Regions from separate parts of the Mus musculus genome. Here regions 1, 2, 3 and 4 are each linked to region 5. Evidence: chromatin contacts called from public HiChIP or PLAC-seq, Micro-C and promoter capture Hi-C data. All regions are on one chromosome and are shown on one strand. The core of a region is the stretch at or near the end of the contact, and the rest is flanking DNA. Distances in the headings are between cores, read along the strand shown.

Region 1 (3,450 bases), core at 322-2,821, 520 kb before region 5:
AGAAGCAGCAAATTAAAACCAAGATATACTTATATTTTTACTAAAAATTAACATCATACCCTTCCCCTAAAGTATTAAATCTAATACTACTCTCCAATACACCTGAATGGAAAAATGACTTTTGGTAAACCATGAAACTATAAACGAACTCTGTAGAGGTAAAATAATTGTTTCCTAAGTTCAAGCACACAGAAATATCCATTACTTATGTATAACTGGTTAAAAAAAATTATGACAGTTTTACAAGCCTTTAATCTGAAAGTGCTGGAACCAAACGTGTTAGAATTCTCAATTTATTGGATTTTGGAGGGGAAATAACTTGAATGTATTATGTGCAGCCCCCAGCAGGATCTGGCGCTGCAACCTGTAGCCAAAATATTACTATTTCTCCAGCAAAGCTTATCAACACTCACACTCAGTACCACCCACAAACCTTATATTAGCTCTGATCAACCTGGCTTGGCTGCCAAGGCGGCTGTGGTAGGAAGCAATGAAAATAGTTGTTTTTCACAGCCTTCTGTCCTTCAGAATTAAGATAAAGGATTGTGAATCTGTGCTACAATATTAAAGCATAAACTTAAAACGTCTGTTACCAATTCTTAAAAAAAAAAAAAAAAAGACAGTACCAAGTTCGTAGATAATTTGAATGTTTTATTGTCAGAGGATGTCATATGATGAAATTCTCCATCATTACATAGCTCCCAGAAAATCCTTACCATATAAAAAAAGAAAGGAAGAAAAAGGAAATAGAAAAAGAAAGGTCTGTTGGTGAGGGAGAAAGTCACTCAAAGAGAAAACAGGCGCATTCCAAAAATGTTTTTAGTATGAATGGTCGTGTACACTGTACTATTAAGTAATTCGTGGGTTTTCCTTATCACATCTTACATAATTAAACTCAAGAAACCACCAGGATCAGAACGATCTAAATAGAGGCTTCGAGAAGGGAGGGCCCCAGGGCAAGCGCTCGAAAAGGAGAAAAACAACCTTCTACCTAAAGCGGGCTCTCCGCAGCCATCTAGGCTGGTGGTCACTAGACCAAAAGCAACACCTCAACTACAGAAAAGGAGACTTCAACTCCCAGAAGCCCCCGCGCGGAGGCGGGGCGAGGGCTTGCAGGCCCCAGAACATCAAGGCCTGAGCTCGCTGAGGATGGCGGGAACTGAAGAGCAGCCGTCCGTAGTCCTCCCCTATACCCGTGCCCCCGCGACCCGGCCCCTTCTCAAGCCCTCTGCACTGTACCTGTCCCCAGGACTCTCTGTTCTTTTTCCCGCTGCAGCAGGGGCGGTACTACCGGGTCTCAGATGGCAGCGCGGGGGCGACGACCCCGGGGCTGGGGATGAGGGGAAACCTGGCCTAGCGGGCATGCAGCGCCTTGTCATGTCGGCGCCGCTGGCGACGGCGGCATGAGCTGTGGCTGGAGAAGCTGGGTGCGTGGTTGCCGTCTTGCTGCTGGGACTCGGGGAGGCTGTCGGTGCAGAGGTGGGCGGCACCCCCTACTCTCTTCATGGCGGTTCTCTCTTCGGAAGTGACTCCGGTGTGAGCGGGAAGGAACCTGAGGACCATCAGGGGGCGGGCCTTTCTTGAGGTGCCGCGTCGCGATTGGCTGACCTGAGGGTCACTCTGGTGGTAGCGCAATAGAAAGCCTCCGCCTGCCGGGAGAGGGCGGGTTTTTTGGAAGGGGGAGGGGAGATTGAAAACTGCCCTCCCCGGGCCCGTCACGTGCGCCTGGGGCGCGCGCCTCCTCGTCGGGGCCGCGGCGGCCTTGGCCGGTGCGTGGGAGTGGGAAAGAAGAGGCAGTGGCGGGTGTTACGACAGCTGGCGACAGCCGCCTGATCGAGGGCTAGGGGTGAGATTTGCAGAAGTAAAACCGAGCCTGCAGCTGTCTGTAGTGAAGATGGCCAACATTTGTGACGATTGTGCTACAGCTGCCCTAATATTTCATAGTCACTTTGGCATCTTAGGCCAAAATGCTGTCACCATTTCCTTTCTGTTCCTTCTCTTATAATGTGATTTGACCGTTCTGTGAGGGATCTTCTATACTGTGATATAGTTGTTCCGTTTTTTTGTTTTGTTTTGTTTTGTTTTGTAAGGGAGGGGGCGGGGGAGCACTCAGTCATTGAATTAGACATTTTTATTCTGTCAAAGCGTTTTGTCTCTAATGGGTTTCCCCATGAAGTCGCAGCACATAGACTTCTTTTCCTTATCAGTAAAGGACTTGTGCTTTGAAGAGGCTGTTAGGTTGGATTTCTTTAAGTTTTTATTTATGTATATGGTGCTCAATTTGCATGTATGCCTGAATGACAATAGAGCATGAGGTTGTGAGCCACCTTAGGGTTGGTGGAATTGAACTCAGGACCTCTGGAAGTAGCAACTAGTACTCTTAACCACTGAGCTATCTCTCCAGCTGGGTTTTTTTGCAGACCGAGGAACTGGTCAGAGTAATTTAAAACTTCACTTCCCATGTGTATAGAATGGGTATAGTTACTCACTTCTCTGGGTAATTTCCCTTGTCCCCCCCACTTCCCCCCCCCCCCCCCACACACACAGGGTTTCTCTGTATAGCCCTGGCTGTCCTGGAACTGACTGTAGACCAGGCTGGCCTTGAACTCAGAAAAATGGCCGGTCTCTGCCTCCCAAATGCTGGGATTAAAGGCGTGGGCCACCACTGCCCATCTTCTCTGGGTAATTTTAAGTAATAAAACCCAGCAATGTAAACAGGTTTAGATTCTCTCGTGTAATTGGTACAAATACAAGATTCTCTTTCCTTTGGGCTTCAGATTTCCTGCAGTACCCGGCCAGTTTTTTTTTTTTTTTTAGGGAAGGCTTGTAATCCTATTGTAATCCTAGTACTTGGGAGACGGAGGTGGAGGGTCAAGAGAGAAGGCCGCGGCTGTGCTGATAGTTCATGGTATAAAGGAACTTGCTTTCATGACCCAGGACCACATGGCAGAAGGAGAGAACTGATTCAGTGCGGTGAGCTATCCTATGACGTCTGTCAGCGTATACACACACGAAATGAATGCAATAAAAGATATCTTTTTAAAGAGAGAAAGAAATAGACATTGAGTCCAGCCTTGACTATGTAGCAAGATCCTGTCTCAAAGGAACTAAAAAAAAAAAAAAAGAAAAGAAAACAAATCCTATCAATCTCAAAAATGTCCAGGCTCTAACTGAGAGGAATGTTCCCTCACTTGGCTGGAGCAAATTCCTAAATGACACACACAAAAAAATTGAACAGGTCTTCCAAATTTATTGTACTGAGATTGAATTGCTTCTGTTGCTAAGCACACTAGACTGACCTGAAATTCACCCCTTTTCTCTTTCCTGGTATCCCTCAAGAGGAAGAATTAACGAGAATAAAGTGACCAATAGGCTGGCAGGTAGGAGGTAAAGAGGAACCACGGGTCTCTCCAGAACTCGCAGCTGTATACCAGGTAGTAACAATGTGAG
Region 2 (3,722 bases), core at 459-2,958, 580 kb before region 5:
TAGTGACTTTCTTCCCTGGGACACAAGGCAGATCATTTGTTAAGTGGGGTGTTACCTATCCTCCACGTCACTGCCAGCTGCTTCACAGGGGAGCTGTGTAAGGATGCCATTCAAAATCCTTTGGAGAACACAAATGAACTTCACTTTTGCTAATGTATTTTTCCCAGTTCTGCTGTAAAATAAAGCACCTGAGTGTGTCTGACACTGGTGTCCACACACACACACACACACACACACACACACACACACACACACACACACACACACAGAGCTCAGGACTGGCACACAAAAGTCACATTGTATTGGTGACACAGGAAGAGGAAGGACCTCAGATAGAGGTCCCTGAGGCATGAGAAACCTGCCCTAGTCAAGATGCCCTGTCTCCTGTTCACTGTGGTGGCCTTTGCTCCTGCTTTGCCATTGTTGTTCAGCACTCTCCTTATGGAGAGTGTGATCTTTTGGCCACGTGGTACTTCCTTAGTAGCGACTGACACCTATCCAACAATGCTGTAATCTTACTGTGCCCCAGAAGCCTGTTTTGCCAGTTAAAGTTTTCCAGAATCCTAGCCACTTGTCTTGGAGTTAGATCCAAAGCTGGACCTTCTGGTTTGCCTTCTCCTGATTTCCAGGCCTGGTTAGCTAGAAGGAAGTGTCAGAACATGTCTGCAGATGCTGGGAAACCATCCACCACCGTCAAGCATGCTGGGTGATTAAAACTGTGTCTGAGTGCAGGATGGCCTCAAAATCTGTGATCCTCCTGCCTCTGCCTCCCATGTGCTGGGATCATCGGTATTAGTGATTGCACCAGGCCAACATGCATGGTTTATTTATTTAACATATTTTTGGCAGCAGGAACAGGGAAGTATCCAGAGTTCCCAGAGTCTGAAGGTACAATACTCTCCAGCTATCACTGTTGGAAGATAAGACCTGATTTACAAGTAAGCACACCCACAGATGGCTGCTTCTGGTCAATTTTCTTTTAAAAATTAACTATTTTATGTGCATGGGTGTTTTGCCTGTAAAGGCTAGAAGAGGGCATAGGAGGCTTTGGAACTAGAGTTACATTCGTTAGCCATCACATGGGTGATGGGCTTTGAACCCAGAGCCTCTGGAAGAGCAATCTCCAGTTAACTGTTGATCTTCTCCAGCTCCATTAAATTTGTCTTTGAGACAGGGTTTCTCCATGTAGCCCTGGCTGTCCTTGAACTCAGAGCTCTGCCTGCCTCTGCCTCCTCCGTGCTGGGATAAAGGTGATTACAATCTTAGTCTCCATCTTGCCTCCCTTTGTTCTGTTCATGTTGCATGCCAGGCATTGTGCTGAGTTACTGCCATGTATGTGAATCCTCACAAAACATGAAATAGAGTTATTCCTTTCAATAGAAGAAACTCAGATGCCAACAAAGGTCAAATGGCCAGTATGGTGAACCTTGGGACCTGAGGCCAAGCCTAGGTCTTTTCCTCAAACACCGCGACTATCCCTAGTATTTGCACCTGTCTACTTCTACCTGGGCTGTCAGCATCCATCTTTCCAACCTAGTTTACCCTAAAGGAGAAAACAGCTGCAGCACTGGGGGCCTGGCAACTATGCCTAAGCCTTCTATGAGGTACTAGGTTTGTTATGAGTGTCAGCCTTTCCACAGCTGGCATGTCATAAACCCACCTGCCAGGTCACAAGTGGCTCTGCACTGTATGGCATCACCTTTCTTGATTCTGGGTTCTAGAATTTTAGAGACACCCAGATGAAGGGTATTTCTTCCTCTCCTGTTTCCCCCGATACCATCAGGTAAGAGCCATGATTTTGTGTTGTTCACCACCAAACCCTAACACGTAGGTAGGCAAGAGCAGCCAAACGGATGTGCAGGATGAGCTAAGAATGAGATTATTAAATTCCTGACTGCAATCCAGGAGTGGTGGCGCACGCCTTTAATCCCAGCATTTTGGAAGCAGAGGCAGGCGGATTTCTGAGTTTGAGGCCAGCCTGGTCTACAAAGTGAGTTAGTTCCAGGACAGCCAGGGCTATACAGAGAAACCCTACCTCAAAAACCAAAAAAAAAAAAAAAAAAAAAAAAAAACCCAAAACAAAAAACAAAAAACCCTGCCTGTAAAGCACACAGCACATTATTAATTGGGTTTTGTAAACATAAACTGTGGAGAGCTGTGCCCGTTTCCGTTTCCCACAGATTAAAAGAAGGCATCAAGCTAAAAACAAGTTTGTTTGTTTTTTTAAGATTTATTATTATATGTAAGTACTCTGTAGCTGTCTTCAGACACACCAGAAGAGGGCATCAGACCCCATTACGATGGTTGTGAGCTACCATGTGGTTGCTGGGATTTGAACTCAGGACCTTTGGAAGAACAGTCAGTGCTTTTAACCACTGAGCCATTTCTCCAGCCCCCTAAAAACAAGTTTAAAGCAGGGTATTTTAGATACTCAACCACCTCTACTACTCAATCAAAAGTTGCCAGACACGTTTAAGCTGAGAAAAAAGTTTTAATAACACATACACATACATTCAGAAGACTTTAAACAAGACAGTATAAAATTTTAAAGGAAAAAAAAAAACCAAACCACAACACATTGCATTTACTGCCTAAGAGCTAGTAGATTAACTGGCTGACAAGAATGCCCCGGGGAAACTGAGGCACAGATGAGGTGCGCCTGCACCATAGAGTAGGCATAGCCACGAGATGGGATTGTGCTGACTCACGCCCCCACCACCTGTAGCAGACCCTTGCCTCCTGAGAGACAAGCCAAGAAAGTTCTCCAACCCAGCCGCTTGGCGATGAGTCAGTTTGTAAATGGAAAAACACTCCTGGTTTCAAGACTCCACACATTACTGTCCCCACCAACTGTGTCTGTTCTGATTGGGGGGAAAGGGGAAGAAAACAAAACAAAACAAAAAGCCAAACAAACAAAAAACAGAGCCTGGGTGGTAACTTATCTATCATTACTGGGGATATATATATATATTTCACTTTTCTTTTTTTTTTTTTTTTTGTGAAGTCGAAGCAAGCTATTACTTGCATTAAAAAAAAAAAAAAGCCAACCTTCTGAAAGGTGACAAAGGCACCGTTGCCATCAGGACAGAGACAAAACAATGCACAACACTGACTGCAGAGCTACACAGGTGATCTTGAGCATGGAAAACCTTTTCACTTGACATGTGTTACAGAACTGTACTTTCAGGTAACAAGAAAAGCAGGTCAGGAAAGGCAAACAGTTACACACAAAAGCATAAACACAAGTACTTTAATGTTCAGCTTGCAGTAAGGGTAAAAAGTTTGACATCACACATCCAGAAAATGAGACAAGGATTATTTTTGGCACAGTAATATTGCCAAACACACCACCGCTCAGTGCAAGCTCGTTTGCCCAGTCCCAAGTATGGCCTGACAGTCTCTGTGCAGCGAGCACTTCCTCCCTCGCTACCATCCCACTTTCTGGGCAACAACAGACAGAGGGAGACAACGCACAGGGACTCAGAAGATGGAAAATACTTGATTTGGGATTAAAAACCATGAGCTACTTGTGCTAAAATAGAACCACAACATTTCCACAAGAACCCAAATGTAAATACTGACTGGACTCTGACCCGGAGACTGAAGGCTGCTACCAGAGTCATAAATTCAGAGGCCGAAACTGATGTCTGGCCATTTATTTTAAAGGGACAGATAAAGTATTTTTCTCTAGTGGAGAAAGACAATTGAAAATAGAGATTTTA
Region 3 (3,649 bases), core at 274-2,773, 730 kb after region 5:
AGACTGTTAATAAACATTTCCGCCTCCAGGGATGCTCCACTTCAGTAGCTAGCAAGGTGAAAGAGACTTAGAAATCTAAAGGCTGGTATCTGGAGTCTTTCCTGGGGGAGAAAGTTCTAAGGTGTGGGTCACTGTAGGACAATGTAGAGTATTATTTCTCACCATGAGAAGTCATTGAACTGAGATGATCATTTTAGGACCATAAAAAAGTAAATATGATAAGAAGAGACGGGATATAGCAGGCATTGTCATTAATTTGTCAGGGAAGAAAATTGATATTTTAACAGGACTGGGGGGTGGAGGCTTTTTTGAGATCTATTCATCTCTCAGAGAAAAGTGCAGGGTAGCAAGAAGTCTGTATATGATGTGGGGAAGAATTCTTAACCCGAGGTTAACGGAATCTCCTTCACGCTGAAACCCGAAATAAAAAGCAGTTTTGTGTGTGACTGGGGATGGGGTTGGGAACTTAAGAGCTTTATTTTCCAAGAGATCACGACACAAACGTTAGTAACTACTGCCAAAGATTAGTTGAAAGACCCGTCCGCCGAAGGGCTAAGCTTTAGAGAGGAAATGGAAAAGCCTCCAACCGTTCTAAGGAAGCGCTACGAAAAGATGGAAAAGTTTGCAATTGCGTCATCATCTCATTAAAATAGGTTGTAAAGGCAGAGCTAGAAACTGGGGAAGCGTGTGCAAACACGCTGCTGAGAAGGGAGCCTGAGGTAGCCTGCAGAACCAGCGAGCGGAAAGGGGCCCTCGCTCCTCAGTAGAGGCTGAGGCTCGAGAGTCGCTTCAGTGCCCGCTTCTGCTCAAGGTAGTGGCCCTGAGGACCAGACGTCCCTAGCATCGTTTTACAACCGGGGAGCGGTTCTCAAGAAGCAGCAGCTCAGCGGTCCCGGAGAGAGAGAGCGGACAGCCATCAGACCCGGTGGAGTTTATCAGCAAGCGAGCTCGGGATACGAAGTTCAAGTGTATGTCTCGGAACAAGCTCCACTCCCAGGCATCAGCAGTTGCTCTGCCGCGATTGGGATGGTGCTCCAAGACCCTGACACCTGTCGTCGCCTCCGAACCATCCCATTTCGCCTTCTCCTTTCCCAACGCAGAGTCCACCCAATGAGAGCTCATCGGTCCACCCACTGGAGGGTTCACTAGGCGGCTTTGGGTGGGAGGCCCAAGGCGAGCGGATCTGCGCTGATGGCACACCACTCCAGAGCCACCCGAGGCTCACAGCCGATCTCCCCTAGCGGCGGGTTGGGCCGTGCCAGGGGACGCAGGGTCCGGGCTGACTCCGCCCCCGCCTGAGATCCCGCGGGAACAGTCGCACCGTGCTACTCGACACCCGGTGCACGCCAGAGCACGCGTCCTAACGGCAACCGACAGCGGTTTGACCTTGAAGGTCTGGCTGGCACCGCCCCCTCTCCCCGGCAGTCCCGACCGCCACGCACGCCGCGCCGGGGTACAGCCGGGAGCCGGTCCCTGTCCTCCAGGCGCTTCTCTCCACATCCAATGGAAGAACGAAGTGGTTCGGGCCAATGGCCACCGCCAAAGTAGCTAGAGCGGTTGAGCCTATCAAAGTTCAGCTTTACGTTTCTCCCGCCTCCGAAACGCTAGGGGCGGGTCGATCGGGCAAGTCCGCCAATCAAGAGCCAATAAACAAGACGCTTCCAAGATCAAAGGGGAAGGGGTGGGACCTACGGGACTAATGACAAGCTATCTGACGAATAACACAGATACATTTTGGCTCCGTAAAAAGGGGGCGGAGACACGTTAGGGCCTACACCAATGGCTGTCTGGGGGGCGTGTCCTCGGGGCCAAGCGGGAGCCGGAGGCCCCGGGCTCTCTGGGCCGCGCCTGAGGCGGACGCAACGGGGCCGGGGGGCGGCGGCAGTGGTGGCGGCAGCGGCGGCGCGTGTGGGCGCCGCGGCTGGCCGAAGTGGATGGAGTTGGAGGGGCGGAGTGCAGGCGGCGTGGCGGGAGGACCAGCTGCTGGGCCCGGGCGGAGCCCCGGGGAGTCGGCGCTGCTGGACGGGTGGCTGCAGCGGGGCGTGGGCCGGGGGGCCGGCGGCGGGGAGGCGGGGGCCTATCAGCCCCCTGTACGGCTGGATCCGGAGTCCGGCCCGGAATACGAAGCGCTGCCGGCTGGAGCCACTGTCACCACGCACATGGTGGCGGGCGCCGTGGCAGGGATCCTGGAGCATTGCGTGATGTACCCGATCGACTGCGTCAAGGTGAGACCTGGACCAGGCTGCGAACCGGACCTGGGGCTGACCCGACCCTGAACCTTGTTTAGAGCCAGAATCCCAACTGAGACCCAGAGCTGATAGGTTTCTTCCTGGCTCCTACCTCTACACACGGTTTGAGCCAATACTCCGTGCAAGCAAAGTCCTGGCTGGTAGATGAGCTCAGTCAGGAACCAGGACTTACTTCTAACGGTCAGTGAGGCGAAGCAAAAATCTTGTCAGCCAAAGACTTGATCCCGATTGGGACTAAGCAGGGATGGGATGGGATTGGGGGGGGGGGATCCCGAAGCACAGGTAAGTCTATAACAAACCAGCTGGCATGAAATCAGACGGTGAACTCTATCCGATAGCTTGGGTTGAGATGTGCTTCGGGTCGGCGCTTTCACAAGCTCCTTGCTGCGTCTTTCCTTTAAAGTGACGGGGCAGGAACCGGAATCTGGGATCTCTCAGCTAGATAAAAGTACGTATTAAATCTTAACCTGGGAGTGGTTGAAAAAAAAATCATTGTGCAGTCAAAAGTGAGAGTTCCAGACTGGAATGGATGTGGGAATAAGGCATGTTAAGAAAAACGGTTTCGGTTTCTCTGCGAGGCAAGATTGGTAGCCCATCTATTTCCTGAACGTAAAAATTGAGCTGGGACTAAGATTCTATGTTGAGGGAGCAAGTGCATCAGCCCCTTACACAACAGAGGTGAAACTGATAGTCTCTTTCGTTGGGCCCCTGAATTTGACAAAAAGGAAAACAGCTGGAGGGAAGTGTGATGATATTAGAAAGCAGATGTGGAGAAACAGAATGAGATTATCAGGGTACGCTCAGGGCTGGACGTAAAGCCAACTGCATCCACAACCAAGCAGGACGGTTAATACACATACAGGTCAGGTCTCTGGGAAGAAGCCTGGGGGAAAATGGAAACATTGTTTTTCCTTGCTGTTCTTAGACTTGTGCTTGAGTCGAGATGCCAGCTACTGAAAGGGCAGTAACTTCAAGGGGGTTCTTGAAATCGTCGATGCTTTCTTTACACCACTTGTGTAGGCACTGGCCTGTCAGCTCTTTGATGGATGCTTTCCCGTTTAGGATAGCATCCACGTCAGCCATGCAAAAATCACTTTCTTCTGCTTGCCCCTGGATTCAGTACTGTTTTGCATTTTCATTTGTAAAGTGGATAAGGAACTAGGGAAAGTGCTCCCGAGGTTTTGTGAATGAGTTTGGGTGATGGAGAGAGAGTTCCTGAACTTTTGTGAATGGCATTGAGTTGGCCAGGGTTTTCAGTACACTCCAGGTTAGCTCCTAGCAGGCTAAGTGCACCTGACTGAGGTAAACATGAGCATTTTAAATGTCCTTGCCACTGGAGAGAACTAGACCGTGACCTGGAGTTAAGGCTGGAGGTGTTCCTTGGGTAGCAGCGTTTCCCA
Region 4 (3,547 bases), core at 494-2,993, 740 kb before region 5:
GCCCAATTCCTAACAGCTGTGTGCCCATGGGGGCCTGAACCTTCCTGAGGCAGCTCAAGGTCTAAGGATCCAAGGACAACTAAAGGCAGCCAGCGGGAAGTGGGCACCGAGGAAGAGGGTACTCCAGAGCTAGGGCAGAGAGAAACGGAAGCCAGGTCAGAGGGAGCTAGGGTGGTGCAGAGAGCAAGGCCGCTGGGCCAAAGAGTTCGTCCTCCTCTCCGGGAGTTGTCCTCCAGCCAACCCTCTGGTCAGGCGGGTGCAATATTTACCACCCCCCAAATAAGAGAGCCGACCCCTGGGAGGGATACCGAGGATGAAAACGAAAATTGGCCCAGCCTTGCGCTGCCACTGACTCTGAAGAATCTCGGAGGTCCAGGAAGAAAGCTCTGCTCCTTCACCCGGGCTTGGGGCCTTTGCGGATCTGCAGCGGCCCGACCCGCACGCCACAACTCAGAGCACGTGTGTGTGTGTGTGTGTGTGTGTGTGTGTGTGTGTGTGTGTGTGTGTGTGTGTGTGTAGTAGGGGACGAGAGGTAGGAGAACCTTTTCTTATGTCTAATTATTCTGTCTAATTCTGGGGCTCTTGGCCTCCGTCAGGAAACAGCAGCCAGGACAGAAAAAAAAAATTTTTTTTCTCACACGGGCATGCAAAGCCTAGACTGTTGACAGAAGATGGTCCTGAATCTACAGTCCTCTACCTGACTGGGCCCTGGGATCCCGAGAGGGGACCAAGCTTTGCTTCCACGAATGGGGTCCTAGAGGAGAGACAGAAGAACCCAGGCTGCAAGAACTCTTGGAGCGATTCTGAGCACATAGAATCCTGAAGGCAGCTGAACTTAGGAAACGCACGGAGAGGCGCTAGGCGACCTGGCGCTCAGAAAGAGCTTCAAGGAGCCATCAAGCAGGGTAGTGGGTAGCACAGAGACCGAGCCACGGCCAGGCGGGACGCGCGCGGGCCGGACTCACCTGTGAACCTGTCCTTTGTGTATCTGCGGTTACTCTCCATCCAGGGAAAGGTGAGGCCGGTGAGGTTGTTGACACCCGGCACCGCAGGCACAGAGGGTACTGTAGGCAAGCCGGTGGCCAGGGGCTGGGGATGGGCCACAGCTCCAGCTAGCGGCCTGTGCGCGGGCACCCGGATCACCCCTGCAGCGCTCAGCGCCCCGGCGCCACCGGCACCCCCGCCACCGCCGCCGCCGCCCGGACCGGGGCCGCCCGCCAAGGCCATGTTCACGTTGTAGGAGCCGGGCAGTGGGCCCATGCTGCAGGCACCGCCGCCGCCGCCCGCCGGACCACCAGGACCACCTGGGCCACCCGCGCCGTAAGCGCCAGTGCCCCCGGCCCCCGCCCCAGCAGCGGAGCCCCCGCCGCCGTAAGTGTAGGCGCCTCCAACCAAACAGCCAAGGCCGTAGTCTCCATCCTGGAGGCGCGAAGCGGGCCCCATGCAGCCGCCCTGGTCGGGGCTGTTGAGGATCTGGTCGATACCGAAGCTGATGGGCTCCGCGTGGCCCGGGTGGAGATGGTGCGGACCCAGGTGCTCCATGCTGGCCCCGGCCCCACGCGGGGGCCCGGGCGCGGGCGATCGCTGCGCTGGACTACCCGGGCAGCGAGTCGGAGCGCGGAGGCAATCGCCACCCCAGGCTGCGCTGAGACTTGAAGGCGAAGTGCGCAGAAGGGCCAAAGTAGGGGGGAGGGGAAGGAGAGAGGGGGAGCTGTATTCTTCCCCTCTCCGGCTTCTCCTTCCCTTCTCCGGCTGCTCGCTCGCTGTTGACTCTGGGACATCAATCACCGGGCGAAAAAGCCCTGAGCGAGCGAGCCTAGCTGTTTCGGCCGGGTCTCTCCATTGGCTGTGCGTGGAGAGGAGCGGGGTGAATGACAGCGCGGGGGAGGGGTTGGGAGGGGGGAGAAGGAGGCCAGGAGCCCAGACAGATGCCGGAGCCAGAGACAGAGGGACGGAGATCAGAGCTCTGAGTAGTTCCAGTGAAGAGAAAGGAGGAGGGCTACAGAGAGAGGTTTAAATGAGAAAGAAAAAGATCAGGAAGCAGCCATTCCCAAAGACGAACAGACAGACGGACCAAAGGAGAGGGAAATCAGAACCTTTCCCAGACCTGGTAGGACCCACCCCCTCACTTTGAACAGGGCCGAAGGAGTCCAGCCCACTAGGCCCCTGGGGACAGGTGTCCTGCCCAACTGGAGAATCTCCCCAAGGGCTGAGCTGGGAAACACCTGTCACTCAACCAGGAGATTTACTGCAACTTCAAGTCCAGCTTGTTAGAAAGTAGAAGACTGTCTACTCCCCAGGTATGGAGCCCGGGCCCCGAGGCAGGACGGTGAGTTCAGGCTTGTCCTTTAAAACAGGTCCTATGAAGAGCTGGCTATATATTGTTATAAAAATTAGCAGCCACTCCAACTCAGTCTCTTTAGAGAATTTAAGGAAACGAAAGTCAATCCTGAAAAGCAGTCACAAGCCAAAGGATTACTTTGGGGCTTGTGCGAGGGTGCCCGTTCCTCAAGGTACCTCTTTCATTTTGAGTAAACAGAAGCTCGCAGAAGCAATTCCTACGACCCGACCCAAGTGAATGGCTCTGGGTTTGTGAGAGAAAGGACTTAGTTCCTTGCTTTTAGAATCTTTGGAGGGAAGCCTTGGGTCTTAAGGCTGTGGGGGCGGGGGCTGCTGGGACGAGAATCAGGGAAGTGCGTCCAGGACAAATTTAGGCCTTTTCAAAGTTATGCCTGTGGCTGCCTGGCTGAGAGCCCAAGAGAAAAGAAGGAAACTCCCTTCTTTTGCTTCCTCTCTTTCCCCTCTCCAGTCGGGAAAGGTCTGCTCCCTCCTAGGAGCCAAGTTCTGAGGGAAAAAAAAAAAGCATAGGTTATGAATTCTGATCTATTTCAGGTCCATTCACTGCTGAACCTTCTGGGAGGTCTCTAACAGGCAAAACGCTGGCCTCACTCCTCAGCAAGTCTCAGTGGAATCTAGTTGTTTTGGCCACTGTCTGACACTGTCACTTGAAGGGCCTTCCTCAAAGACAGGAAATGTCATATATATATATATGCGATGTTATATGTGCATATGTGTGATATATATGTGTGTATATATATATATATATATATATATATATATATATATATATATATTGATATATAATGTGTGTACCCCTCCTAAAACAGCCCCAACAAATCAAACATGTTCATCTTGAGTGACTAATAAATTAATGGAGACTTGACTTGCCCAACAAATATTTGTGTACTTAAAATGTACCTGGTACTTTCTAGGTACTGGGGAGACAGCCAAGTGTCTTGACCTCAGACCTGTGTTCTATACAGACAATAAACAAAGAAAAAGAAGGATAAGCCAGAAGTCAGTATTATGGATAACTATAGAAACTCAGAACTCAGTAGCATCTCTCTCAGATAAATACTCGCCCTATCTTCAGCCAGGAGAGCAAATGCTCATTCAAGAAGATAGAAAGCACGAAGCAGGTAGTTGTTCTCAACTCTTTTGTTTTGTTTTGTTTTGTTTTGTTTTGTTTTGTTTTGTTTTTCAAGAC
Region 5 (3,663 bases), core at 1,152-3,651:
TATCTGCTTTTGCCCCCTGAGTGCTGGGATTATAGGCATGTGCTGAGAGTTGTAAGTTATATTGTAAAAAAAAAAAAAAGAGAGAGAGAGACAGCTCAGTAGTTAAATGTCCTTCATTGCTCTGGCAGGGGACCAGAGATCAGTTCTCAGCACACATGTCAAACAGCTCACAACCACCAGTTATTGCAGCTCCAGGGATTCTCATACCTCTGGGCACATGTAACCCACCCATAGAGACATATAATTAAAAATAAAAATAAACATTTAAAATATATACTATAAGCAAATCGTATTTATTTAGGCGTTCTAGCTAGTCACTGTCCTAATAATTCCTGATACCAACTCGTGTGTTTTTCCACAGTTTTCTTTCCTATTATGCAGTCTTAGTGTGTGCTCGGTTGGAAGCTCCTGAAGTCTACAGTGGGTGCCATGTTACAGTCATATAAGATTACAGACAAACCCGGTCCCTACTATGTCTCCACTCCAGTTAGAGACACTGAAATCAACTCTCTCTTACCCAACGTTTTCTGGGGCCCCAAAGCTTTCTCACTAGCATAGCAGCTTGATTTTGGAGAGAGGTAGTGGACTCCTATACTGCATGCTGTCTTGGGTCTGCCCTTGTCTTTTCTGGCAAACGTGTGTTACAGTTTAGTCCAGGTAATATCCCCAGATCTAGGGGATAAGAGCAGAATGAGGGAATAGGGGAAATTCCCAGGAGAACCTGGCTGCTGCTATTGTCAAACAGGTCTATGTAACCCTGAATGATCTACAATTTGCTTTGTAAATTGGGCTTAGTGGCACAAACCTTTATGCCAGCACTTGAGAGGCAGAGACAGGCACACCTCTGAGTTTGAAGCCCAGCCTGGACTACAAAGCAAATTCCAACATAGTGAGAGCTACATAGAGAAACCGTATCTTAAATTTTTTTTTCAGAAGAAAGAAAGGAACTATGTAGAGTAGGCTGCAAAGCCATTGATATCAGACAGACAGACAGACAGGCAGGCAGGCAGGCAGGCAGAAGAAAAGCGAGAAGAGGAAAAAAAGAAAAGAACTCACTATGTAGACCAGGCTGCATTTGGCTTTTTGAGACAGAGTTTCTTTGTGTAGCCCTGGCTGTCCTGGAACTCACCTTGTAGACCAGGCTGGCCTTGAACTCAGAAATCCGCCTGCCTCTGCCTCCTGAGTGCTGGGATTAAAGGCATGCGCCACCATGCCAGGCCTGCCTTTACCTTTGAGCCACTCATCTGATACTCAATTCCTAGCTCCACCATACACTGGCTAAGCGTGACCACAGGTAACCTCAACTCTTTTAAATTTCACTTCCTTTTTAAAAAGACCGAGGAGCTGGACCCAGCTCAAAGGCAGACACAGATCTATGAAGCTTGAGGCCAGTTTGGTCTACACTGTGAGTTCCAGGACAGTCAGAGCTTCAGAGACCTTGTCTAAAAAGAAACCAATAACAGTAAGTACCAAGGAATACCTACTGCTCAGGGTCAGTGTGGGTTCAACAAAAAGGAAATTCTTGAGACTTCTTAGGGATCGCAAAGTGCCTGTTTGCTATTCGCACCGCACACTCAGGCCCTTTGATTCCTTAGTCCCTTTTCTTGGAATCTCAACGTGAGGATCTAAGGAGCTCTCAAACGTCCCGTCCCGTTTGAGGAGAAGCAGCTAGGATTGGGCTCTGGCTCCCAGCAGAGGCGGTCCCCGGCAGACGGAGCCCAATGAGTGAGTGCAGTTGTAACTCAGCGTGTGCTGTCAAGAACGCAGCAGCAACCGGATGCTGGCTGAAGGGATACACTATTGTTTTCCCGGGTCAGAGCCCTGGGCGCACCCTCATATCCCAGTCTCCCGGGGTTTCTCTTTGCTGGTGCCTGGAAGTGGGGGTAGATGTGAAGTTAGACCGAGTTGTGAGTGGCGGTAGCCAGTGTCTTCCTCACTTCTTTCGATGCGATTTCCCCAGTGAACCATTTGCTAAGCGCCAGACCAAAGTCCTAGGCTTGCACACAATTCCTACTTGGAATCACGTTATCCTGCTCTTAAAGAAAAGTCACCCATCAGCCCACAGCAAAGAGGATAAGGAGAAAAAGAGGGGAGGAGAGAGCGAGAAGCTAGAGGCAGAGGGAACAGCAGATTGCGCCTAGCCAATGGAAAAGGCAGGACAAGGTGGCACCAAATTCTCTTTGGCCAATGACAAGACGGGCTTCACAGGAGGCACATTAGCATTTATCCCCAGGCAGGGGGTTGGAGCAGCGCGCCCTGTTGATGCCTTCAGCATCCCGGCGCCTCCAAGGTCTACTCTGGAATCTACTTGGCTTTCTTTCCCGTTCTTGGTCCCGCCCTCTCTCTCTCCCTCCCTCCCTCCCTCCCTCCCTTCCTCCCTCCCTCCCTCCCTCCCTCCCTCACCTCCACGCCTGGCTTCCTTGGCTAGCTATCTCTGCGCTCTTTACCCTTTGCTGGCAGCCGATAAAAGGGGGCTGAGGAAATACTGAACACGGTCATCCCATCGCCTGCTCTACCCTTTAAAATCCCAGCCCAGGGAGATCTGTGCACAGCCAGACCGGGCTGAACACCCATCCCGAGAGTCAGGAGGGCAGGTTTCCAAGCGCAGTTCCGCCACTCGCCTACACCAACGGGCTCCGGAACCGAAGTCCACGCTCGATCTCAGCACTGGGAAAGTGAGGCGAGCAACTGACTATCATCATGCCGGCCCACATGCTCCAAGAGGTGAGCTTCCAGAAGCGGCCCTCGCTCCTTGCACTGGCCACGCAGCTAGGTGACTGGTCCCGGGAGGAGAAAGTTGAGAGTTCTCCGGACTACTGGGCTTTCTCGAATTCTGACGTGACCGGTTGGTTGAGAGGTGTAGATTGTAATTTGGGCAGATGAGTCCCAACTTTCGTGCCTTTAGCTTTAAAGCAGCGGTTCTCAATTTTCAAGATGCTGCGATCCTTTATTTACTACAGTTTTTCATGTTGTGGTGACCCCCTCCCCCCCAACCATAAAATGATTTCGTTGCTACTTCATAACTTTAATTTTGGTACTGTTTTGAATCGTAATGTAAATATCTGTTTTCCGATGGTCTTGGGCTGCCCCTCTGAAAGGGACATTTGACCCCCAAAGGGGCTGAGCGTGAGACACAGGTTAAGAACCGCTGCTTTAAAGAAAAGCCCGTCCTACCGATACTTGTATAACTTACACGGGGATCCCTTTGTGTGTTACTGAGGCTATAAATGTTTCATTCTTCTTTCCTATTTCTCTCTCTCTCTCTCTCTCACACACACAACACACAGAGAGAGACAGAGAGAGAGAGCCCCACAGATCGGCCTCCCCCGACTGAATTTTTTCTTTGCAGATCTCCAGTTCTTACACGACCACCACCACCATCACTGCACCTCCCTCCGGAAATGAACGAGAGAAGGTGAAGACGGTGCCCCTCCACCTGGAAGAAGACATCCGTCCTGAAATGAAAGAAGATATTCACGACCCCACCTATCAGGATGAGGAGGGACCCCCGCCCAAGCTGGAGTACGTCTGGAGGAACATCATTCTCATGGTCCTGCTGCACTTGGGAGGCCTGTACGGGATCATACTGGTTCCCTCCTGCAAGCTCTACACCTGCCTCTTCGGTGAGCAGCGCCCCTTGTCTTGGGCCAGTGCCTCAGATTT

What was found. Promoter capture Hi-C pulls out the DNA fragments that hold promoters and counts their contacts. A called contact is a pair of places that touch in the nucleus more often than the background predicts. HiChIP or PLAC-seq counts read pairs in DNA pulled down with a chosen protein or histone mark.
Region 1: a contact with region 5 is called in an H3K4me3 HiChIP or PLAC-seq map of embryonic stem cells, with 15 read pairs. The contact joins the promoter of Slf2 here to the promoter of Scd1 in region 5. A contact is called at or near these places in 1 of 39 promoter capture datasets (neural stem cells), 1 of 484 Hi-C or Micro-C datasets (embryonic stem cells), 8 of 115 datasets of contacts at active chromatin or transcription factors (embryonic stem cells, epiblast stem cells, extraembryonic endoderm stem cells and 3 more) and 2 of 9 other capture datasets (adipose tissue and pancreatic islet).
Region 2: a contact with region 5 is called in an H3K27ac HiChIP or PLAC-seq map of extraembryonic endoderm stem cells, with 3 times the contacts expected there. The contact joins the promoter of 4930414N06Rik here to the promoter of Scd1 in region 5. A contact is called at or near these places in 2 of 115 datasets of contacts at active chromatin or transcription factors (extraembryonic endoderm stem cells and hepatocytes).
Region 3: a contact with region 5 is called in a Micro-C map of embryonic stem cells, with 6 times the contacts expected there. The contact joins the promoter of BC037704 here to the promoter of Scd1 in region 5. A contact is called at or near these places in 1 of 39 promoter capture datasets (cranial neural crest), 1 of 484 Hi-C or Micro-C datasets (embryonic stem cells) and 1 of 115 datasets of contacts at active chromatin or transcription factors (pancreatic cancer cells).
Region 4: a promoter capture Hi-C map of embryonic stem cells shows a contact between it and region 5, with 8 read pairs. The contact joins the promoter of Tlx1 here to the promoter of Scd1 in region 5. A contact is called at or near these places in 2 of 39 promoter capture datasets (both in embryonic stem cells).

Annotation. Positions count from the first base shown.
Region 1 is chr19:44,929,240-44,932,689 of GRCm38.p6, reverse strand. It overlaps Slf2 (SMC5-SMC6 complex localization factor 2), which reads right to left and starts at 1,571. Exons shown (of 20, transcript NM_001081225.2): 1 at 1,240-1,571. The coding sequence starts at 1,379.
Region 2 is chr19:44,982,536-44,986,257 of GRCm38.p6, reverse strand. It overlaps 4930414N06Rik (RIKEN cDNA 4930414N06 gene), which reads left to right and starts at 1,708. Exons shown (of 3, transcript NR_040294.1): 1 at 1,708-1,783. It overlaps Slf2 (SMC5-SMC6 complex localization factor 2), which reads right to left. Exons shown (of 20, transcript NM_001081225.2): 20 at 2,472-3,722.
Region 3 is chr19:43,673,052-43,676,700 of GRCm38.p6, reverse strand. BC037704 (cDNA sequence BC037704) reads right to left here and starts at 1,523. Exons shown (of 1, transcript NR_045645.1): 1 at 1-1,523. Slc25a28 (solute carrier family 25, member 28) reads left to right here and starts at 1,820. Exons shown (of 4, transcript NM_145156.1): 1 at 1,820-2,225. The coding sequence starts at 1,935.
Region 4 is chr19:45,148,911-45,152,457 of GRCm38.p6, reverse strand. Tlx1 (T cell leukemia, homeobox 1) reads right to left here and starts at 1,743. Exons shown (of 3, transcript NM_021901.3): 1 at 966-1,743. The coding sequence starts at 1,542.
Region 5 is chr19:44,406,447-44,410,109 of GRCm38.p6, reverse strand. It overlaps Scd1 (stearoyl-Coenzyme A desaturase 1), which reads left to right and starts at 2,401. Exons shown (of 6, transcript NM_009127.4): 1 at 2,401-2,724; 2 at 3,350-3,623. The coding sequence starts at 2,701.